Linked DNA regions of Mus musculus: region 2 is linked to region 1. A link is a contact called in public promoter capture Hi-C data. All regions are on one chromosome and are shown on one strand. The core of a region is the stretch at or near the end of the contact, and the rest is flanking DNA. Distances in the headings are between cores, read along the strand shown. Region 1 overlaps Agfg2 (ArfGAP with FG repeats 2). Region 2 has its middle 22 kb from the start of Nyap1.

Region 1 (7,645 bases), core at 4,331-6,830:
TTTCCAATATGATCCTTTAATGGTTGGCGATTCAATAGGAAACAAAATTTCCATAATTTCCGACAAATAAGAATTACATGTGTTGTGCTAGAGAGGCAGAACAATAGTTAAGAGCACTGACTGCTCTTCCAGAGGACTCAGGTTCGAGTCCCATCACCTACATGGCAGCTCACAACATCTGTAATTCCAGTTCCAGGGGACCTGATGCCCTCTTCTAGCCCATATGCACACCAGGCATGTACATAGTACACACATATGTGCAAGCAAAATGCTCATACAAGTAAAAAATTTTTAAAAAAAGGCTTAGAAAGTTTTAAATTTTACAATATTTATTCATCGTCCCGTTGGTACGGTGCTTGCATAGCTTGTGAAAGTGTCTCAGTTTGATCCTTATCAGCACATAAATTAGACATGTTAAGCTAGGCTCATTATCCTGTCACTCAGGATAGTGAAGAAGGAGGGTCAGAAGTTTGAGGTCATTGGCTGGCTACACCGGGAGTTTGAAGTCAGCCTGAGCTACATGAGACCCTGTCTGAAAAGACACAAGAGAGGGTAGGGGTGAGAGGGATGCTGGCCTATAGTTCAAGTTGATTACATCCCAACAGTGCTGGGATCTATGTGGGAAAAGAAAGACCTGATACTCGCAGTTCCCAAAGCATCAGGTCTGGACGGCTCTACCAGCTGACAGGGCACACCCTAACCCATCCCTGCCACTGTGGCAAGATCGATCCCCAGTGTGCACGTGGAGCTAGGATGGAGGATGTAGCTCAGTTGGTAGAGCACCTGCCTAAGCACAGGCAAGGCCCCAGATTCCATCCCCAGCAACACGAGGCAGAAAAAGCTCTATAGACTTTAGAGATTTTGAGAGGTGGGCAGCTCTTCTGATAGGGCTGTGTTGTGTATGTAAGGAGTGCGAAGAGGGGAAGTTGCTAAATGTGCAGTTTCTTGGAGTTCAGTGGGTAAGGCTTTTGCTGCCAAGTCCAGTGACCTGAGGTTGATCCCAGATCCCACGTGACGGAACAAGAGAACCAGCTACTGCAAGTCCTCTGACCTCCATGTGCACCCCTTTATGCAAAAAAAAAAAAAATTAATAAGAATTAAACTGCTGCTTTGGAGCTGGTGATGGCTTCCTGGGTAACCCGAGTTGAAGCCCAGCTCTGCCCTCTAGTGTCCATAGGGGAACACTTCACAGACTATGATCCAGGCAGGAGCCAGCTGGGGTAGAAACTCTCTCCTTGGGAAGCAGTTGGAACATGGAGAGCGAGGCCATACCGAGAGTTGGCTCATTCCTAGAGGAGCTGAAACCCCTTGTTACATTAGCTCAGAAACCCCGTGTACTCTGAGGCAAGCAAGCATGGCCCAGATCCACCTGCCTTATGTTCCGTGTTTGAAAGCATGGATGGGGGGTGGGGGGGCTGTCAAGATGGTTCCGTGGGTAAAGGCACTTGCTATATAAGTCTGATAACTTAAGTTTGACCTCCAAAACCTATGTAAAAAGCACTCAACACCCACACACAAATAAGTAAGGAATTAAAAAGATAAATGCAGTCTTTAGAAATGGGGGAAGCCTAGACATTCAAACTACAGTGTTGGAAAAAGAAGCCAGAACTGAACTGGAGTGTATGTGGCTCAGTGACAGAGTTCTTGCCTAGCATGCACAAGGTCCCGGGTTCTGTCCCAGCACCGCTGGGGTGGGGGAGATAGATGGGGAGGAAGAGAGAGAGTGGGGGGAGATGCTGAGTACGGTGGCCTCCAAGCCCTCAGGAAGCTGAGGCTGACTTGCTGCAAGGTTGAGGTCTAACTGGGCTGTGTAGGGAGACCCTATGTGAAAAATGAAGGTTTGGGATGTTAGTTCCATGGTAGGGTATTTATCTAACATGCACAGGACCCTAGATTTCATTTATGGTACAATTAATAAACTAATTTCCTTTGGCCGGTTTGGGTTTTTGTTTTTTCTTGGTGGTTTGGTTTTTTTTTTTTTTTTTTTTTGAGTCAGGGTTTCTCTGTGTAGCCCTGGCTGTCCTAGAACTTGCTCTGTAGACCAGGCTAGCCTTGAACTCACAGATCCACCTGCCTCTGCCTCCTGGATGGTGATGTTGAAGGTATGCGCCACCGCTGCCTGCCTGATTCTCAAAGTTAACCGGGAACTCGGGATGTCTTTGTAGAGTGTCTGTCTATACACTGAGCCCTGGATTTGATCCTTAGCCCGTTATACTCCAGGCACACTTGTAATCCCAGCCTTGGGAGACTAAGGCAAGAGGATAAAGGAGAGTTCAAGGCCAGCCTGAGCTACATATTGAGAGCCTGTCTCAAAAAAGACAGAAAGGAGGAATGCCATTTTTGCTGAAGAGACAGCCAAGATGAGACCTTATTGCCTTACCCAGAAGTCTTCAGGGGATGAGCCCTCCTACACTAGCCACTCACAGGAGAGCCGAACTGGCTCAGAGAGTCCAGCAGGTGCCTCACCTGTCACCATTCCACCCCACCCCCACCTCCATCTCCCCTTCTCGTCTTTCCCTCAGGTCTCAGCCTAGCCTCCTTGTTTTATCCCATCCAGGAAGTGGCCAGATGTCTGCGTTTGGTGTGGCACCCCTTGCAGCTGCCAGTCAACCCAACAACCTTGCAGATGTGGGCGGCCTCCTGGGTCCCAGGATGGCTGCTGGAGGTCTCCCTGGCAGGTGGGTCTAGACACAAAGGTGACTTATCTGAAGGTTGGTGGCATTTTCACAGGCTGATAGTGCATTGTGGCTTCCTTGTCTCCCCTTGGCTTCCTGGGCTAGCCTTGGGTAACACAGTGGGCTTGCCTTCTTTGCCCCCCTGCTTGCTCTTTCTGGAAGCTGCCCATTCCCACCTCCTCTCTCTCTGCGCCACAGTGTTTTTGGGATGCCGAGCCAGGTTCCTGCCCTGCAGTCGGCCGTGCCAGGTGTTAGCGGCAGTGGAGGGCTCCCCTTTGGAGGTGAGTCTTACCTGTGGAGACCTGGAAGGGGAGGTGGGAAAAGCACCTCAAGATTGAAAGGACTCAAACCATCTTTTTCTCTAACGTCTCTCTCTTTGTGCTGTGAGCAGCCTACACCAACCCCTTCGCCACCCCTGCCCAAGCCCAGCTGCCTTCTACCAACCCATTCCAACCCAATGGTCTAGCCTCAGGTAAGTTCTCAGAACCAACTTTGAAGTTTTTAGAGTGCCAGCTCTCCTAACCTTATGTCTCTCATGGTCCAAAGAGCAGTCACCATCACGCTCTCCACACTAGCCCCCGCTAGTTCCAGCTGTAAATCTAAGCCACCTAGTGGACTAAAAATAGAAGCATCTTTGCCATAACAGTATCACAGAAAAAAACGCCACATGGTGGTGCGCCCCTGTAATAACAGTACTGCTTAAGAGAGAGGATCGTCACAAGTTCAAGGACAGGCTGGGGTACATAGTAAGATCCGGGCCAGCCTGGTCTACATAGTGAGACTCTGTCTCAAAAAAAAAAAAAAAAAAAAAGATTTAAAGGAAGGAGAGTCAAGAGAGAAGCGGGTGAGTGGAGGAGAGGGAGGGAGGGAGGGAGAGAAGAGAGGAGGGGGAGGGAAGCATGCCTTTCCCCCAAGTCGGTTCTCAAGTGTTTTTCCTCTTAGCTGAGGGCACTATGATGCTCCTGTCTCCAATCCCCTATGCAGATCCATCCCTTGGAACAGCCAGGCTTTCTTCCTTCAGTGTTCCAAGCCTAAGCTACCAGAGAACCCTCATGAACAGAGTTCTTGTTATTCCCCGTCCTTGTTAGTCAGCAAGGCCTTGTAGTTCCTTGCCCTGGGCCCTCCACAGCCTCTATTGTCCCTTAAACTCCTCAACTCCTGTTAGCTCGATGGGGACTCAGGCTGAGGAGACAGGAGGTCGCCTAGAGCAGAGTCACACGCATGCGCGCATACACACACACACACACACACACACACACACACACACACACACACGGCCTCGCTCCATCAGCTTATGGTGGCCCAGTGAGATGGGTCCCATGCCCATTTTAGGGAATAAAGCAGATCTGGGCATGAAGGCACAGAGCTGTCATCCAGCACTGGGAAGCTAGGCCATCCTTAGCTACATAGTGAGCTCAAGGACAGCTTGGGCTTACGTGAGACCCTGCCTCATAAGGGGGAAGGACACCGGGAGAGAGAATCAATGAGAGCTGACATAGCGAGGGGTCATAAGTCCCCTTATCTGTGGGCCCAGTTCTGCATGGTTCACGAGCACTGCACCCTTCAAGCCAGGCGCCCCAGGAGCATGGCGATCACAGGCTTATAGGGCTTCCCACTGTGGGAAAAGTGACCCCACTTTCTATATGGGGAGGTTAAGGTGGGAAAATGTCAGCTCATCTGCCTGAAGTCTGTTTGAGCCTCCCCTCTCTCGCTCCACAGGGCCTGGCTTTGGGATGAGCAGTGTTCGGCCTGGCCTTCTCCAGCCAGTGCCACCCTCCGGGGCCTTTGCCAGTCCCTTCTCTGCACCCGTGTTCCCCACACAGGCTGGACTGGCCGACCAGCAGAATGGTAAGAGGACCGGGTATGAGCCCCTCTTTCCTCCGCATATCCCCACTGTACATCTGGACAGTGCAGCCTCCGAAGACTGTGTGTGATCTGTTCCAGGAACCCCACCCCCACCCCGCATGCACACCGGACTCCATAGATAACTCATGCAGTTCACGTGAACGGCATTGCATTTACACAGAAACTGTGCACACCAAGTGCGCAAGTGCATTGATTTATCCCAGCAATCAAGAGGCTGAGACAAGTGCAAGGCCTGCCGGGAAGGCTCACATAGTGGAAAGAGGGCGGGAGTTGGAGCTCACTGTAGAGTTTGCCTGGCACCATTGACACTGAGTTCCAGCCCCAGTCCAATAAAGAAGGCAGGAGCCTATACACACCCCTCTCTCTCCATATGCATACCCTTTTTAAAAGGAATTTTATTTGGTATGTGTGGGTGTTTTGGCTGCAAGATGTGAACCTTGGTCCTCTGGAAGAGTGGGCTGTGGTTTTAAGTGTGGAGCCATCTCGCCAGCCTTCGCCTGTTTTGTTTAACATTTGTGTGTGTGTGTTTGGGTGAACATGGCATAGCACTGCCATGAAGGTCAAGACAACTTGTGATAAGTCAGGTCCCTCCTTCTAGCGCGGGGGTCCTGGGTATCAAACTCAGGTCATCAGGTTGGCAGAAGCCTTTACCACTGATCCACCTTGCCAGCCCCTGTTTACCTTCTCTTATTTTTTTTGTTTTGTTTTGAGATAGGTTTGCAGTGTGTAGCCCAGGCTAGCCTTGAATTCCTGATCCTCCCAGCTTGCCGGGTGCTGGGGTTAAACATGACACTATGCTTGGCTGTTTATAATCTTTTGTTTTTGTTTTTTTCCAAGACAGGGTTTCTCTGTGTAGCCCTGGCTATCCTGGAACTCACTCTGTAGACCAGGCTGGCCTTGCTTGGGTTAAAGGCCTGGGCCACCACTGCCAGGCCGGAATATTTTTAAGGATTTGTTTTCAGCCTACTCTTCTTGACCCTTAAGAAGACAGTTTACAGGGGGTGGGGCGCTGGTTGCCTGTACAGATGGAGAGTTGACCTAGTTCCCTTTCTGACCAGTAGGGGGCCCAGAGGAGCTGCAGAGCTACCTCTGTCTCCTGATGGCTCCATACTTTTCTAAGGAGAATTCTGGAAGGATCCCTCTTGGGTGCTCCCTGGGAATGTAGCAAGCTGCTCTCCTTCAGGAAGGTGAGAGACACAGTCAACCAAATTATTGTCCTTGTCTCCCAGGATCTTCCTTTGGCGACTTGGGGACCTCTAAGCTGGGGCAGAGGCCACTGAGCCAGCCGGCTGGGATCTCTACCAATCCTTTCATGGTAAGCACTGCACTGTGACATTGGAGACACACAGATCTTTCCAGAAGGTGGTAATGTGGGGTATAACTAAGACCCCTTCCTGGAGTGCATGTGTGTGTACCCATGCACTCACAGAGGCCAGAGGAGGACTTCCGGTGGCCTTCCCTATCACGCTCCACCTGACATAGGGCCTCTCATGGAACCTGGAACTAGTCTGGTGGCTGGTGAACCCCAGGGGTTCTCCGGTCTCTGTCCCTCGAGGGACACCGAGGTTGTAGGTGCACATGAGACCACCCCAGCTTTATATGGGTGCTGAGGATTCAAGATTAGGTACCCATGAAGCCAGTACACACACACAGCCCACCTCCTCCCTTTTTTTGAGACTGAGTCGCATTGTGTACCCCAGGCTAGGCTGAAACTCAGGCTCCTCCTGCCTCAGACATCTGAGTGCTGAGATCTCAGGTGTGTCCATCCACACCCAGCTCCCAGGCCCCACTCAGTCCCTCACTCCCTTCAGTGTCCCCTAATCTCCCTTACTGTCTGTTTCTCGAGTGGTGACGTTGGGTGGTCTCCAGCAGTTTCCCTCCCCGCCCCGCTAATCTAGTAACCTTTTGCTGTCTCTTTGCAGACTGGATCCTCAGCGTTTGCCTCCAAACCTCCAACCACAAACCCATTCTTGTAGCACTGTGTCATTGGGGGAAGAAGGGGCTCTCCCCTCCTGGGGGTGTGGGGAACAACTTCTACTTCTGCACCCCTCAGAGCTCTGGTGACCATTTGCCTGTGGGGCATTTCTGTGGGTCTGAGGCTGGGATTGGGCCTGGGTTGCGGGGCTTCTGGATCTGGGAAGAGGGGAGGTTTAGAAGTGTGACTTGGAGATGACTCAGACTCTAGCCTCCTGGTCTGCCGCCCAGGGGCTTCCTCTTCCTTGCTGGACACCTACCCAGGAAGAAGCCCACAAGGAGCAAAGATACTCTCACCAGGAGACCCCATAGTGGTGTATTTCTGTCAGATTATTAATTATGAAGACAGTCTTCGATCCTGTCCCTCCTGGCCTGTGGGGAGAGAAGCTAGGCACAGCCCCAGCCGCAACTTCCTCCACACCCAACCTTCCAAAGCTGCCGCTGTCCTCCCAGATGGAAGCAAAGCTCGAATGTAGGGTAAAGATGAGGCCTGGTGTTGAAAGCCACCAGATAGCCCTGGGACTGCGGAGCTTCTGGTGTCTAGTGTTTTTGTTTGCCAGGCTCGGCCACACCCACTTCTCTCCACCTCAGTTCTTCCTAGCTGCCCCCTCATCTTGTCCGTCAGGGTGGGGGAGTTTGACCTACAGAGTATGCGTGCCCGCCTCCTGTCAAGCACTTTAGTTAGCCCTGTCATGTTTGGATACCAGTGTTTTATATTTATAAATAGAGACTTTTCTAATATAGCCTATTATATACATAAATAAATATATATATGCATACACATATGTAAACAGATAAACACCGCTGGCCATTCTTTTTCTCCTAGACAACCCTTGAACTTGGGGGACTTGGGTAGGAGGATCACAAGTTCAAGACTAGCCTGGACAATTTTGGGACCCTCCGTCTCAAAGGAAGAAAAAAAAAAAAAACAAAACGATAAAAAGTAAAAACAGAGAACTCAGGATGTAGTTCAGTGGTAGAGCACTTGTCTAGACTCCTCCTGGGAACTTGAAGAATAGGGTAACTCCTGCCTGTGCCTGGATAATCAAACCCGGAGCCCCAGGGCTCAGGGGAGGACAACCAAGTGTCCTGACGCTTTCCACAATACACACGAGAAGGGGTACCCCAGA
Region 2 (7,082 bases), core at 2,117-4,616, 67 kb before region 1:
GGGCTGGTGGGTAAGAGCACCAGACTGCTCTTCCAAAGGTCCAGAGTTCAAATCCCAGCAACCACATGGTGGCTCACAACCATCCGTAATGAGATCTGATGCCCTCTTCTGGTGTGTCTGAAGACAGCTACAGTGTACTTACATATAATAAATAATAAATAAATCTTTAAAAAAAAAAAAGATCTGCTTTCAGATCATTCACACTCTTGCCCATCGCTCCCACTGCTCCATAAGTCCACCTGAGAAGCCCCTTGGTTCCCCTGCCTGAATGAACACTGGCGGAATCATATCTCCTTCATTTATTGGTTTGTCACTGGGACTTTAGTAGGAGGGAGATATTTACATGTCTCCCACGGGAGGGACTTTTAGCAATATTTTCACACTTTCGAATCTCACACTTATTTGGCAAGTACTTTACCCCTGGACCATCTCTCCTGGCCTTCCATACTTCTTTGTTTTTACATTTGTATTACGTTATTTATTTACTTTTATATGTGGATAGGTGTGTACACGTATACATGTACCACAGAATGGGTGGAGATCAGAGAACATCTTGTGTGTGTGTGTGTGGGGGGGTCCCTTCTTTTCTTCCATCATGTGATCCCTGAGAATCAAACTGAGGCCATCAGCCATGGTTACCCCAAGTGATTGATAACTTTGGACCCATTTGATCTTAAGACAATGTCTCAGCTCTTGCTCTTGCTCCTTCGCCTGCTTGCTGCGTGAGACTGAGTAACTGCTAGATCCTTGGACTTCCATTCACAGCTGCGACTGAACAATTGTTGGGAATTGGGCTGCTCCTGACTCCCCGCGGGACTTCCAAGGCAGCATAACTTCTGGTCCAGACTGGGCTGTCAGGCTTTTCCAGGAAGGATCCAGGAACCCCTTAACTAATCCAGGCAGTGACCTGGGAGAACTCAGGAGAACCCGTGGCAGCTCCCAGCATCCAGGATGTTCACTCTGACCAAAGCCTTGGAAAAGGCTCTTCTCCAGCATTTCATATACATGAAGGTGAACATCGCCTATGCCATCAACAAGCCATTCCCCTTCTTCGAAGCGCTCCGGGACAAATCCTTCATCACTGAGAGAATGTACAAGGAATCTCTGGAAGCCTATCAAAATCTGGTCCCTCTGTCCAAAGTGGTGCACAATATTCTCACCAGTCTGGAGCAGACTTTCCACCCGTCAGTGCTGCTGACGTTGTTCAGCAAGGTCAACCTCCGGGAATACCCCAGCCTGGTGGCAATTTTCAGAAGCTTCAGAAACGTTGGTTATACCTACGAAGAGAAAAACAGACCCCCACTGACCCTGCTTGAAGACCTGGCCAACCCAGCAGAAGGGTGCTCCCTTCAGACACTGCTGCCACCACCCCGACCCCAGATATCGCTGCCTGTTGCAGCCGCCAGCAGCTCGCAACATGAACGGTTCGACTGAGAAGGCTACTCGAGCTGTAAGAGAGGAATCTAGACGGGGCGAAAGAAGAAACGGAGCTAAGACAAATTCATTCTGATCAAAGCTCAAATTTTATTGTTGGGACACTAGTTATGAAGGAAGGGGGAGGGGACCCGATTCCCGCCGAATAATCTCGGGTCCAGTAGAAAGGTGCACGTGTGTGGCTCCTCAGGTTCCAGCAGTGGGCGTGGCAGAACGAATGAGCAGGAAGCTCCACCCTGAGCAAGCAGGTTTCAGGCTGGGGGAGGGGAGACTACAGCTGCCAAGTCATCTGTCCTCAGCACCAAGAGTCTGTGACCCCAGAGCAACCGCACAGCCAATCATTGAGGTCCTGGATGAGCAGCCCAGTCCTTCTCCCCGAGCTGTGCCTCTCCCTGGCTGCATTCAGGAAGGAAAAACCACTCCAGTGTCCTCCAGAGATCACCAGAGAAAAGATAAGGAAGACTCTCGAGAGATGCCCCACAGTCCCTCAGGACCCGAGTCAGTGGTAAAAGATGACTCTCCAGCAGCAAATGACCTGGCAATGACCCAGGAAGTACCCTGCACACCTGCAAACAAGAAAGCAAGAAGAAAAAAAACGTCCGAACTGGTCAAATTCCAAAAGAAGACGGCAGGGAAAAAAAAAAAAAAGCCCCGTCAAGATGAGATGATGGTCGTCTCAGCAGGAGTGGCTTCACCTGGACAGGGAGTTCAAGAGAAGCTCAAGGCGGTGAGCAGGAGGACTTTGTGGAAAGATGACTCATCTACGAACGTGAAGGAGGTGACCAAGACACTAAGAGCAAGGATGAGGTGTGCCCAGACATCCAATTCACAAGAGATCAGCAAAGAGGCATCAAAAACAAGTGGTAGAAAGAGGCCCAGCACAGCACGAAGAACCACACAGGTGCATCGAGGGTCTAATGGGTGAAGAATTCCTGAAGTCCCAATGCCTTCGATTCAGCCTGGTCCCCACTTTGCCACAGATTACTCAAGTTGCCATCTACCATCCTCTTATTGATCCATCTTGCGCTGCCATCCAGTGCAATTGCTCATCCATTCATCTGGACCCAGTCTTGCCTTTTAGGCTCTGCAGTGGAACTCAACTCTACAGCTCAACCATGACCCTGCAGTCAAATCCAATCATGACTTCAGTGCCTGTCCAGAGGGCTCAGGGTCCTTTGTTATCTCACCCTACAGACTCCTATGACTTCCCAGCTGTCTCCCAACTCTGGCTTGTCAAGTGTTTGCCACCTTAACTCTTGGTAGCTAGCCTGTAATATATAGATATAGGGATAGAGGTAGATAGAGATATGTTACATATGACTTATGTTGTTAGTAAGTTATAAACTTATGTTTAATGTATCAGCTAAGAGTTAGTAATTATGTTGGAATGGCCTGTTTGCCTTGGCCAGGGTCATTAAGGAAAGCGGAGCTATCTGACAGATGACTACCAGTGAAACCACTGCTTGTGGATTTGTTATTATTCAATAAAATGTTTTAGAAAGAAAAAAAAAAAAAAGACAATGTCTCACATAGCTCAAGTTGGCCCTGAGCTCCCAATGTAGAAAAGATGACCTTGAATTTCTGATCCTCCTGCCTCCTCCCCAATGCTAGGATTACAGGAATGAATCACCGCTTTGGGTTGTCCCCATCGTCCTGACTTGTGGAATAGCCTGGGCTTAGTTGTCCTGGTAATCATAGAATTCTGCATGAACTTGGTTGCTTCCTCCAAACGCCTCTTACAGCTCACAGGAAGTGGGAACTAGAGGATCCCGGCACTTCCTATTCAGGCTTTGGCTTCTGTTGTGTGTGCAACAGCAGAGTGATAGTTGACCCTGAGTGTCCAGCATCCATGTCTCTGTCTCCTCCATGACGGTGCTCAGCATGCTGTCTGGGCTCATCCAGCCCACACTTTGTCCTCTGTCACCACCCCAGGGCAATCTCTGGTTACTAAAAATGGCTGACATCCAGAACCCACAGATCGGAAGTTCCAGAGATGGCATTGCTACCATATCAAAAACTTTCCGCTGACCAGATGGTGACCTTTTCTGATTGTGTTTGGCATTCCTTCCTTAAAGCTCAGGGATGGGTGGGACAGGGACATGTACACAGTCCAGAAACTTCGGTCACGAGGGGGAAACCTGGAAAAGTTAGAATCAGAGGGAAAGTTTTAAATATGTGCGTTATTTACCGCAGGGCCCCTTCCTATCTGAATTTACTCGGCTCATCTAGCAACTTAAAAGATATCTCTGCATTCGGGTCATAAACTGTCATGGTTGATACCCTTAGACACATAACAGCAAAAAGATAATGAAAAACACTCCCTCTTCCCCATCTCTGCATTTCAAGGTTGGGCTGAAAGAGTACAAAGACCTGGAAGAAAAACCTACCATCTCCTCCCAGTTTCGTTTTGTTTCATTTTGAGACAGATTCTCGTCTATGCAGACAGATTTCCAACTCACTATGTAGCCCAGGATGATCTGAACTCATGACCCTTCTTCTTCAACTTCCCAGGTTCTGGAATTACAAGTGTTTACCATCGGATCCAGCTTCCTTCTCTTATAAACTCCCTCCCACGTGCTGGGATCTCAGATGTGCACCATCACATCTTAGATCTCTTGCTCTCCTTCGTAGCTAAGTGAATCAAGAGAGCTCTGAATGGAACCTTCTTTTTTTTTTTTTAAAGATCTATTTAAGTGGATGTGTGTGTGTGTGTGTGTGTGTGTGTGTGTGTGTGTATGACAGAGTAGGGTGTTATATCCCCTTGGAGCTGGAGTTATAGGCAGTTATGAACTACTGAATGGGTAATGAATCAAACTCAGGTCCTCTGGAAGAACAAAGAATGAATTATCAACCACTGAACTACCTCTCCAGGTCCCGGGAGCTTCTCACAGACAGCACACTTACTTATGTGGAGGCAGAAAGGAGCCCCAAGGCAGCAAAATGCGACTGGAACACATGACAAGTTAGCTTCTAAAGCCCTGGGGTAGGGACGGTCCCTCCCTTCCTAGGTCTACTTGTTTACCTCCCCAGCCCGCTGCTGTAGCTGAAAGAGAGGCATACAAATGAGGAAGGATTCCTGTTCTTTGATTTTTGCCTAAGAGGAAGTCTGATGAAGGAGGGACAGTGACCCTGCCTGCCACCAGAGCAACACGTCTCTCTTTTTTAACTTAATTTTTCAAAAGCTTTGTTGTATGTGTATGGGTGTTTTGTGTGTGTGTGTGTACCACTTGTGTGCCTGGTGTGGAAACTGGAAGAAGGCATTAGATCCCCTGGAACTGGAGTGATAGATGTTGTAAATGTCTTTGTGGATGCTGAGAATTGAACTCAGATCCTCGGGAAGAGAAGCCAGGGCTCTAAGCCACTGAGATTCCTCTCTAGCCCCTCCCCCTTTATTTTGTTTCATTTCATTTCATTTCATTTCATTTCATTTCATTTCATTTCATTTCATTTCATTTTTAAATAGAAGATCACTATACAGTCCTGACTGGCTTGAAGCTTGCTATATAGATCAGCTGGCCTCAGACTCACAGAGGTCAGCCTGCCTCTGCTTCCCAAGTGATGGGGGTACTGGGAACAGAACTCAGGTCCCCTGCAAGAGTAGCAAATGCTCTTAACCTCTGAGCCATCTCTCCAGCTCACACACCATTCTGGCTCTCTGGAGTTGAGGAGACACAGGAGGCCAGTAGGGAAGCTAGCCTCTGATACTGGAAGTGAGGAACATAAAACCACCAGATGGGGCTCAGTGGTGAAGGTACCCTCCAGAGGGGGCCAGCAGCAGCAGCTGTTCTCTCAGAGGCTGAAAAGGATAACTGAAGATGGTCAGAAAGTGATGTAGGTAGGTACACTCAGCACAGGGCATGCACTTTCCTGTCTGGATGGTATTGCAGTCCAAGAAGAGATTGGAGGCCCACCATATGTTCCCTTTGGTAGTTAGAATGTGACTCTCACCCACATGATCTTGCCCACTCCCTACTTCGCCTGGGACGTCTGGCAATACCTTGGTTGTCATCAAGGCAGGTCATTGATCCACAGAAGCCTAAGGCACCACTAAACAGGACAGCCCCTCCCCACAACAAAGAATATCCTGTTTGAATACCAATCCTTGTGTTACAGACAAGGATCCCCATGAGGGGCTGGAGAGATGATGTCAGCATTGAAGACCATAAATGCTCCTGCAGAGGACCCAAGTTCGGTTTGAGCACCAGTCATATCTCCATCCCTCCAATTCCCGAAAATCTGATGCCTCTGGCCTCCATGACACCAGCACTCTTGTGAACATGAGCCCTCAACACTGCCCCCCCCCACACACACAAATACACATAGTGAAAAATAAAATAAATCCTTAAAACAGTCCTAAATCAGATTATCTTAATGCTTAGCAGAAAATAGTTTTAAATTCCTCTTGTAAAAACCTGACATGATTCTGCCTACAAGTCTTGGTCCTTTTCATTTTGTGTTACTTTTGCAAAAGAACTGGGTCTCACTCTATCTCTGGCTGGCCCGGAACTCACTATGTCAACCAGGCTGGTCTTGAATTCACAGAGATCTGCCTACCTCTGCCTCCTGAGTCCTAGATTAAAGACCACACCTAGCTCTTATTTTAAAAGTATTATTATTGTTGTTGTTGCTACTGCTGCTGCTGTTGTATTAAGGACCATACCCAGCTATTATTATTATTGTTATTGTTGTTGTTATTGTTGTTGTTGTTGTATTCATATGTGTCTGTATGATGTGTGCATGTGGACATGGGCATGAGGGCACTCTGCACGAGTCAGTTCTCTCCTTCCACTGTGGGTTCCAGGGACTCAACCAAATCCATTAGGCTCACCTGACAAGCGCTTTAGCCATCCTAGTCACCTCAGGGTCTTTTGTTTGTTTTGTATGCCAGGAAGAGTGTCTCTGTCTCTCTCTGACTCTGTGTCCCTCCCTCCCTCTCCCTCCCTCTCCTTTTCCCTGTCCTCTTCCCCCTCCCCCTCCCCCTCCAACACACAAGGCTAACCTAATTATCCATAGGGGCTGGGGCTTTAGCTCAGTAGTAGAGCACTTGCCTAGCAAGTGCAAGGTCCTGGGTTTCATCCTCAGCTCTGGGGTGGGGTGGAGTGGCAGCGGTGACAATAACCAAAAGGACCAAAACCAAAACTAAAGCAACTGAGGAAACATAAACACCCAAGTTAAGGCTCACATAACCTTTACAAATAATACTGTGTATGCATACATATATGTGATTCTGAAACCAGTATTTTTAGCTTCATCCTCTTGCCTGAGCTGCAGAAGAACAGGGCAGTTTGCCCTAGGCCCACCCTAAAATAGCACATCTGTTCTTGAGCTCGACATGGAGCTTCAACCACCTACCACGTCCTGCTCAACCAATTGTATCGGGATCTGCATGCGTCCCACAGCTAAAGTCTCTACACAGGAATATCGAGTTCCTTTCTACCTCACGTACTTGATTAATGAGGATATCAGCTTAACTACTTCAAAACATACCCAAATGACAGCGATTAAACAAATAGGGGGTTACTTCTTCCTTGTATAACTCTCTAGACATTAGTAGTCCATAGCAGATGTTCGGCTCCAGTAGAGCAGCAGCCAGGCTCTTTCTGGTTCCTGACATCCCTGAGGGCTTTGTCCCAGTAGCTTAAGGCCAA

The links. Capture Hi-C pulls out chosen DNA fragments and counts their contacts.
Region 2: a contact with region 1 is called in a promoter capture Hi-C map of adipose tissue. The contact joins two enhancer-like sites. A contact is called at or near these places in 6 of 39 promoter capture datasets (the C10 cell line, embryonic stem cells, liver and 3 more), 2 of 15 datasets of contacts at CTCF or cohesin (CD8 T cells and the NIH/3T3 cell line), 11 of 484 Hi-C or Micro-C datasets (the C2C12 cell line, the N1E-115 cell line, astrocytes and 5 more), 17 of 115 datasets of contacts at active chromatin or transcription factors (CD4 single positive thymocytes, the HPC-7 cell line, SST interneurons and 13 more) and 4 of 9 other capture datasets (adipose tissue, embryonic tail, liver and 1 more).

What each region holds. Positions count from the first base shown.
Region 1 is chr5:137,650,641-137,658,285 of GRCm38.p6, reverse strand. Agfg2 (ArfGAP with FG repeats 2) reads left to right here. Exons shown (of 12, transcript NM_178162.3): 7 at 2,558-2,678; 8 at 2,874-2,956; 9 at 3,067-3,147; 10 at 4,395-4,523; 11 at 5,771-5,856; 12 at 6,464-7,645. The coding sequence ends at 6,517. Among named protein-coding and RNA genes, the nearest start is that of Irs3, 8.7 kb to the right of the region's middle. Within about 2 kb of position 5,580, at least 41 of the 459 cell types and tissues checked have an H3K27ac peak or open chromatin away from gene starts, as enhancers often do. A contact at or near this core is called in the C2C12 cell line, adipose tissue and bone marrow-derived macrophages, where this site is marked.
Region 2 is chr5:137,715,610-137,722,691 of GRCm38.p6, reverse strand. It overlaps the pseudogene Gm15753. Among named protein-coding and RNA genes, the nearest start is that of Nyap1, 22 kb to the left of the region's middle. Within about 2 kb of position 3,366, at least 53 of the 459 cell types and tissues checked have an H3K27ac peak or open chromatin away from gene starts, as enhancers often do. A contact at or near this core is called in the C2C12 cell line, adipose tissue and bone marrow-derived macrophages, where this site is marked.